2 separate regions of the Mus musculus genome follow, and region 1 is linked to region 2. A link is a contact called in public Hi-C data. All regions are on one chromosome and are shown on one strand. The core of a region is the stretch at or near the end of the contact, and the rest is flanking DNA. Distances in the headings are between cores, read along the strand shown. Region 1 holds the start of Ptpro (protein tyrosine phosphatase, receptor type, O). Region 2 has its middle 40 kb from the start of Rerg.

Region 1 (3,749 bases), core at 1,135-3,634, 42 kb after region 2:
CATTAGGGCTCTTGCAGGGATTCTCGCTGCGTTCCCTGGCTGCTATTACCCCTGTTTGTATGTGAAAGAAAGATGTGACTGACCCACAGAGGCGAGAACAAGAGTTTTACTTATTAAAAAAAAACAAACAATTTCTTCCAGTCAAATAAATAATCTTTCAGACTTAACATCATCGGTCTCTCAGATCGCTAACTGCTCATTATTGTCCTTTTCCAAGTAAACAGCTTTGTTTCATTCTGAGAGTCATTTCATTTAAAATTCAGTGCACAAGGGGGTCCATTTTGTTCTGTGTTTATCTTTCTCCAGACAGAGTGACATCTAGAGAATACAATGCTCTGAGCCCTCTTTAGGAAGCAGCATGGTTGAGACTGGAAAACCTAATGGATACTTTCAGGCAACTGGGGACCAAAATGACTGCATACATTAATGCTACCTGTGGCCATTCTTGTTGGGACTCTCTAAACTAGTTTAGTAAGATTTAACATGTTTTAGAAACACAGCAATGGAAGACCAGCTAGTGGTCTGAATCAGCACACCACGGACAACGCCACATACGCATTCTTAGCGGGAGTCTCCAGTAAGAATTTGTGATCCTGTCATTGGTTTAGACACAAGAACAAGCAAGACTATTTTTTTCCCTCTGTGATCACTATGTAAAATGTTTATCTCTGGAAAGGATCTCTTCTATGATTACCACATAAAACTTCCAGTCTTCAGGCCATGTAGTCACATGCTGCTAATGGAATATTAATCATGCTAATTACTAGTGCTTTCCTGGGCGGTGATGCACTAAACACTTAATGTTGCTGCTGCCCTAAAGTGGTCCACGTACACATCTGTACACAATGTGTGATTTAACTGAGCAGAGAGAAGGTGAAGCATACAGTTAGGTAGGGGTATTTAAAGTAATGCATTATTTTGAAAGTACCTTTTGCATTTATATGATTAATATTTGAGCAAAATTGCTTCCTAATGCCTAAAATAGATCAAACATTCCTATCCCAAATATATATATGTGTGTGTGTATACACACACACACACACACACACACACACATGTATATGCACAATTAACCTTACATATGTATTTAATTCACATACTGATACTAAAATAAAACTCTATTTAAAAGAATAACTTCTGGCATCTTGTGAGTACCACTTAGGCCCCAACTTGAGCATCTCTGTCTGGAAATTAGATCACTGTGGAGCCTCTTTGATGTAGCTGGAAATGGAAAACCACTTTCAAAAGCTTCAAAATAAAAGAAAAACATATCAGACCAAAGGCTCTGAAAGTGCAGGTCTGAGGAGCCATTTCTTAGAAAGCACTCGAGTTTGGCCCAGAAGTGGGAAGCAGGGAAAACCTTGGGGGGGGGAGAGGGAGGGAGGGCATGAGAGTCAGGCCAACAAAGGACAGGCACGAGGGCGCTGAACAGAAGTCCATCAAGGCTGTGTACTGAGGTAGCTTTGGTGCCAGCAAGGGAAACACTCACACACAAGCCCAGAGCCTCGTTCTGTTTTCTGAAGAACTGTTAGTGCCTCGATCTATTCATGCAAAAATTCCTAATCCAAACCTTTAGTTTATAGTCCTCATGTAGAAAAAGATGAGCACACACGACTCTGATCCTATAGCAGGCCACCATTCCTCAGCTGTGTCCCAGAGTGCTGGTGACACACTCCTAAGTGCACCGCCAGGGTGCCCTTTTCTGTCACCTGATACCACACTTTGAAGGATAAAAACAAAATTCCAGCACCTCAGGGCCCACCCAGGACATTTACATGATAAAAAGAAATGACTTAATATAATGAATCCCACTTTTTATTTTTAATATAGAGTTGTCTTTCAAAAACTACACAAAACCTCTAGAGACAGATAAGTAGACATGAGACACACTTCATGGAAATCGTTGCTTGTGATTCTAAATTCTTAGATTAGTTAGTTATTCATGGATAATTCAGAGTACTTAGTGTGTTCACACACAGAGAGAATATATTACACACTTATTCTAAATACGTGTAAAATACTGTGAGCTAGGTGTGGGCAGCAGGATAAGAGGGGGAAACGCACAGAATTATTCAGTTTCCCTAGCTGATTATAGGATGCTATGGGGGAATTGAACTGAGGTCGGGGGGTATAGAAGTTGAGATTCACTCCTCTTTTCGAAAACATTAAGTGTCACTTGTAGTGTCACTTGTAAATACAAGGGCAAAGGAACGGGGGGGGGGGGTTGAGAAGGGCCTGAGATAAGAGAGAGGGGAAACCCTCAAACAACTCTTCCTAGGAGACTCTGGAAAGGCTGAGGCGGAGCCTGGTCTGGGGGGCTGCCTAGCAATGGGAAGCAGGCAGGCCCTGGTGGGAGGACCCAAGATCTGCACTTGAGGAGTTCCTTGCTCTGAGAGAGAACACCACTGTTGCTAGGGGGCCGCGGAGGGTTGTCTGCCTGCGGAGCTCGGGCAGCTCCTTCCGCACGCCGACCCCTGCCTCCCGTGGCAACCGCTGTAGCTGTGGCGCAGAGCCTCGCCCACTGCCATCCCCACCCTCTCCATCCTTAGCCATTAAACAACGCCGGCTCCAAGCACGTTCTAGCAGGACTCGGGCACAGAAGAGGAGAGCGATCCATCCGGGGGCACAGGACGACCTGCCAGGCGACATGCGGCCGCCCGGAGCCGCCCGGGCGCCCGAAGTCTGAGGCTGCCAGCCGGGACTGGTCATTGTAAGCGCCACGGAGAACTGCTGGCGCTGCCGTTCCCTCCCCGGTCCCTGGTCGCGCCGCGATGGGGCACCTGCCTAGGGGAACGCTCGGGGGCCGCCGCCTGCTACCTCTGCTCGGGCTCTTTGTGCTGCTCAAGGTAGGGTCCCCCAGTCCTCGGAGATGGGGATCCATCCCGCCGTGGGGAGCTATTCGCTCAGGGTGCGGTGACCAGGCGGAGAGCGCCAGTCGCACACGCTTTGTCCTCAGAGCGGTGCCGGGTGGGCTGCGTAGCTGCGGGTGGAAAGATCTGGAAGTTTGAGCCTTCCAGTTGTCTCCCTTTGTACTCTGCTACCTCAGCGATGAGCTTGCGGGATAGAGCTTTCTCAGGCAAAATGAGGGCACTTTTTTTAGTGGTTCCCACTGCACCCCTATGCCACTTCACCTTCGCGCCCTCCCCCAGTGAAGCCTCGGTACAGCTGCTTTGTCTCAGTCAGTTTGCCTTCTGCGGGAGGGAATCACACGCAGGGCGCTGAGCTCTGGACTAGACGCACCGGCCAGGCGGGGCGAGGGAGAGGGCTCCATTGAATAAGGAATCGGTTCAACTCCCAAGGAGGTCACTCCCTGTCTTACCCTCCATCCACCTAGGGATGCCTGGTAAAACTCTACACAGTTCCATCCTCTCGTAACAGGATGCTGCCACTGATTTTTAATGGTGGAATATATGATTTATAAAACTCACCTTTTCCTATCCTCTTTGGAACGTGTGGCTCAAAATTGTACTTTGAGAAAAAAAAGTGAAAAGGAAAATACTGTTTAAAAAAGAAAAACAAAATCTTGACACTTCAAGCATGTAGTGTTTTTATTTTTTAAGCTGTTTTCTTGGCATATGAAGGGAAGTTGGGAATTGGTACCCCCTCACTCCGGGTTCCGAAGGTCTGCTTTCCTTCCTAGTCCTTTCTCCCTTCTTGCCCCAGCAACTGAAGGATGGCCACAGGTGATCGGGAGCTATCCTTTCAGCACCATGAGGATACCTAGCTAGAGGAGGTCAGCCCGTTAATGA
Region 2 (4,250 bases), core at 1,420-3,919:
AAATTCCTAATGGCACGTAAGTAAATGTATGGGAAGAGTCAAGAGTTGTGACTGTAAACTGTTTTTACATTTATGATCTTGATCGGCAATGCCGCACAAAAGCCTGTATGCTAAAAGCCTTGGCCATTGGTATATGATGCTATTTAGAAGTAGAACTTCATGGCGCAAGGAATTTATTCCATGGCTAGTATGTCCTTAAAGACGTTATGTAAGCCAGGTAGTGGGGGCCTGCGCCTTTAATCCCAGCACTCAGGAAGCAGAGGCCAGCAGATCTCTGAGTCAGAGGTCAGCCGGGTCTACAGAACAAGTCCAGGACAGCCAGAGCTACACAGAGAAAGCCTGTCTCAAAAGGCCCCTTCTCTTCCTGGCCCTCTCTCTGCCTTTGCTTCTCAGCTCCCACGAAGTGAGTGTTTCCTCAGTGATCTATCTGTACCCTGTTGTTTCTCTTTGTCAGGGACAGAAAAGAAATAATAAATCAATGGACTGATTCTCTGAAACAGTGAGCCAAATAAAAGTCTCTTTCTTCTCTGACATTGTCCATGAAAGGTAATTTGTCCCAGTGATGAAAACACTGGAACACATGACACAGCACAATCACACACTCTTTCAATGCTAACCACACAGCAGTGTGACACAGGTTCTTCCCGTGTTTTGGCAGTGCACACTTACAAGTGTGAGTCTACAAGCATGGTCATCTCCTCCTCCCCCTCCCCCACCCCCACATACACACTTCCATATGTCTCCCAGGTGAAGACCTCATTTTGTTCTCTTTCTAGTCTGCGGTTGATCAGAGCCCTGTCTATAGTTCACACAAGGAGACCCACTCTACCAAGCATTTGGGAGTCTTTGTCACCTTTCTCCTTGCTGGGACAATTTCTAGCCAAAAGCATAAGGAAGAAAGAGTGCATCGTAGCTCACAGCTGGGGGCATGCATACTCCCTTACAGTGGGAGAGCCACGGGAGACAGACCGAGACAGACCGGCAGGCAAGTATCCAGTCAGCACTGGAAGGCTGTTGCACAAGGCTCTCTCTCTGCTTTTTTATCCAGTCTGTTGTCTAAGATCACAGAATGGTGCTGTTCACAGTAAGGTAGGTAGGCTTTGCACCCCAGGCAGGCAATCTTATCTAGCAACTGGTTTGTCTCCTAGGTGACTGTGGTCCTGTCAAGAAGACAATCAAATCAACCACCTCTGAACTGACTGAAGGGTTTTCACTGCTAACTACTTCCCAGGAGTCCCTAGGAGAAAAGAGTGCTCATTCTTCCTTGGCCCTCCCTCCCTCCCTCCCACCACACCTGCCCTGGCCTCACCCACCCCCTCTTTTTTTATAATAAGCTTCTGCTTCTTCACTAATGACCTTGACTCGGGGAGACACACTTTCTCAGAGCACAACTCTTTTCTCAATAAAGGTGGCTCCTTTCCACAAAATAACTTCTGTGCCAGCTATCATCAAAGTGAACTATTTTTTCTATACTCTAATGTCTTATACATACAGCCTCTACATGCATATAGACACGATTATACACATAAATTTTTAAGCATAAAATGTGATTCTACATTCATATTGTGACTTTCAGTTGCTTTTCAACCCTGTCTCTGATTTCCAATCGCTCCTCCATGATATGTCTTGTTTATCTTTCCAAGCCATTAGGAATAAATCAAGCTCAATCTTTTAATTGCTCCACCCAATTAATGCTTTAATACCAGACAAGGTACCATCTTCTGCTTTGTAATTTTGTTATTGCAAGACAGAACGTAATTCAGGGTTATGATAAGAATTCATCAGCTAAAATACTGGAGCCTTTCAGTTGCTTAGCACCAGAGTACTATGTAAATAATAATTAAATTAGCTATACAAATAATGTCAAGGAAATTCCCTGATACCTCATTAACTTCCTTCTTTGAAGAACATTTTTATAGTCTTCAATAACAATTTCTTTGTGTGCATGCTTGTGTGACCAGAGAGGCATGAGGGGGGCTTAGAGGACAACTTTCCAGAATGGGTTGTCTCCATTCCACCATGTGGGTCTCCATAGAACCAACCAGGAGCATTAGGCTTGGTGGCGACCACCTTTATTAGCTGAGCCATCTCACCGACTCTCATTAACATCTTTGCAAGGGGAAGCAAATTTGTCTGGTCATTGATAAGTGTGAACTCATTTAATCCTCCGGCCAAACTTACACGGTAGGTCCTTCAATTATTTCCGTTTTACAGATGACAACACAGAAGCAGGGAAAACTGAGTCCGTTGTTCAGGGTGACCCAGTCTGTAAGTGACAATGCCAAAATGGAATGTGCCCAGCTCTGGACACTATGGTACTAATCTCTCAGGCACATAGCACCATCTACAACAGGAAATAGTTTCTACCTGCTTGATTGCCAGGGACCCAAGCTGGCTGTCACTGACCACATTTAACAAACATCCTTGGTAAGGCAAGCTCCATCTGATTCGCATGTAGCCCTCTGCCCAGCTTTCAATCAACCAGCCAGGTTGAGCAGAGGAGCCGAAACATCTTTCCAAACCAAAAGACGGTGAGATCCGAAGGGCAAGGCATGGTTTGTGGGGAAACATGGAGAAGAATCGAGAAAGGAGAGTAGAATAGTGAGGAGGATGGCCACTTGGCACCCGGCCCAGCTGAGAGAGCCTCTGAGGTGAGTGTGCCAAACTCCAAATGCTCCAAGCCCAGATCCCAGAATAGCTGGAAGGAGGCACACTGCCAGTGAGTCAATTATTACACCAGGCCTGGGAGCACTTAATCAGATGCATCCGGTTTGTATTCACACAATATCAGGCCGAGATATGTGGTCTATGCCAATGAATTGGCATGCCCTAATGTGGGTCAGCCATTGCCGGAAAGCCTTGTATCTTGCAAGTTGGGGTCTACTCTTTCTTTTCTCTGAAAGTGTCTATGTTGTATGCCAGTGACATTCACCTCCTTCCAATGAAGAAAAGTTTTTTTTTTTTTTTTTGAGATGACTAAATGGAAATTGGGCAGTTTAAGTCCAGTAGAACTCCATCTTTGGACACTCAGGGCAGGTGCCCATTAGCTATGACAAGCCCAGTGGTCCATTATTCACATCCTTTGATGCTTCAGGCTCAGGAGAATCAGCCATTGCTCAATGTGACAACAGGATGGAGTGGGTTGAGATGACCCTGAGTGTTGTTGAATTTTCCTTTCTGTAGGAATTCCCATGAGTAAAGTATTGTGGCTGCAGGTTGGCATCAAGACCTTCTTGGGCCACAGATGACCACCTTAGTGTGTCTACCACTGTTCTCAGTATGATCTTCTCACTCCATCTATAGTTCCTGGAGTAGACCAATGCTTCTACACAGGCCTTTTGTCAGGTGTTTTGTGACCGCAGCTCTCTTCCTGTGGGAAAATGATGCTCTTCTTGTAACTGACAACAGGTTGAGTGGGGAAGCCAGTTAAGTCTTTCTGCCTTTTGCCAGGGAAACGTCTTTACTTCCTTGTTGCATTCATTGAACAATTTTCTCCGGAGGGGAGATAATTATGGAAGAAACTTTCCCCGAAAAATGAAAATTCTTAGGAGCTGGAGAGATGGCTCAGCAGCTCAAGGGTTGACCCTGCGGGCCAGAGTTTGGGCTGCTGGAATCCAGGTTAATGCTGAGTAAATACAGTGGACTGCTTGTCACACTACTGCTGCTGAGTGTAAGACGGAGTCCCTGGAGCGAGGTGGCTAGCTATCCTTGCCCAATGTATGAGCTACAGGCTCAACTGAGAGACCCCGCCTCAAGGTATAAGACGGAGAATAACGCCGGATGCACCTGATGTCAATGTCAGGCTCTGTACACACATGCACATGTGTGTGCTCAGGGATGCAAAAACACACACACATACATCATATACGTTTAACATCCAAAGCTAGGGTTTTCCTAAAACCATGACTTGTCTAGCTTCTGCCCCTGTCTTCCTTCTTCTCTTCCTCCTCTTATGGTTTTTCCTGAAGATACTTCATTCAATAAATCACCAAGAGCTGGGGAGATAACTTAGCTATTAAAGGCTAGGCTCATAAGCAAAATGTCAATAAATCACCTGAATAGAAGTTCCTGGCTCTGGCTCGGCCTCCTTGGAACTTGGCCTAACAGCACGGAAACTCTTGACAAAACACAACAGGCTGTTTCTCAGGCTTCTGCTATTAACCTGCTGACCACATTATCCTTCTACATTTGCATATAAAGTACAGAATTATGCCCAATGCCTGCTGTAAAGTAACTTGCAAACTAACATT

What was found. A called contact is a pair of places that touch in the nucleus more often than the background predicts.
Region 1: a contact with region 2 is called in a Hi-C map of stem cell-derived neural stem cells, with 1.8 times the contacts expected there. The contact joins the promoter of Ptpro here to the enhancer-like site in region 2. A contact is called at or near these places in 2 of 39 promoter capture datasets (embryonic stem cells and hippocampal neurons), 13 of 484 Hi-C or Micro-C datasets (the HPC-7 cell line, cortical neurons, differentiating embryonic stem cells and 7 more) and 5 of 115 datasets of contacts at active chromatin or transcription factors (embryonic stem cells, forebrain and neural progenitor cells).

The regions. Positions count from the first base shown.
Region 1 is chr6:137,249,915-137,253,663 of GRCm38.p6, forward strand. It overlaps Ptpro (protein tyrosine phosphatase, receptor type, O), which reads left to right and starts at 2,385. Exons shown (of 27, transcript NM_011216.3): 1 at 2,385-2,846. The coding sequence starts at 2,772.
Region 2 is chr6:137,207,547-137,211,796 of GRCm38.p6, forward strand. No RefSeq gene overlaps it. Among named protein-coding and RNA genes, the nearest start is that of Rerg, 40 kb to the left of the region's middle. Within about 2 kb of position 2,670, at least 19 of the 459 cell types and tissues checked have an H3K27ac peak or open chromatin away from gene starts, as enhancers often do. A contact at or near this core is called in neural progenitor cells, stem cell-derived neural stem cells and stem cell-derived neurons, where this site is marked.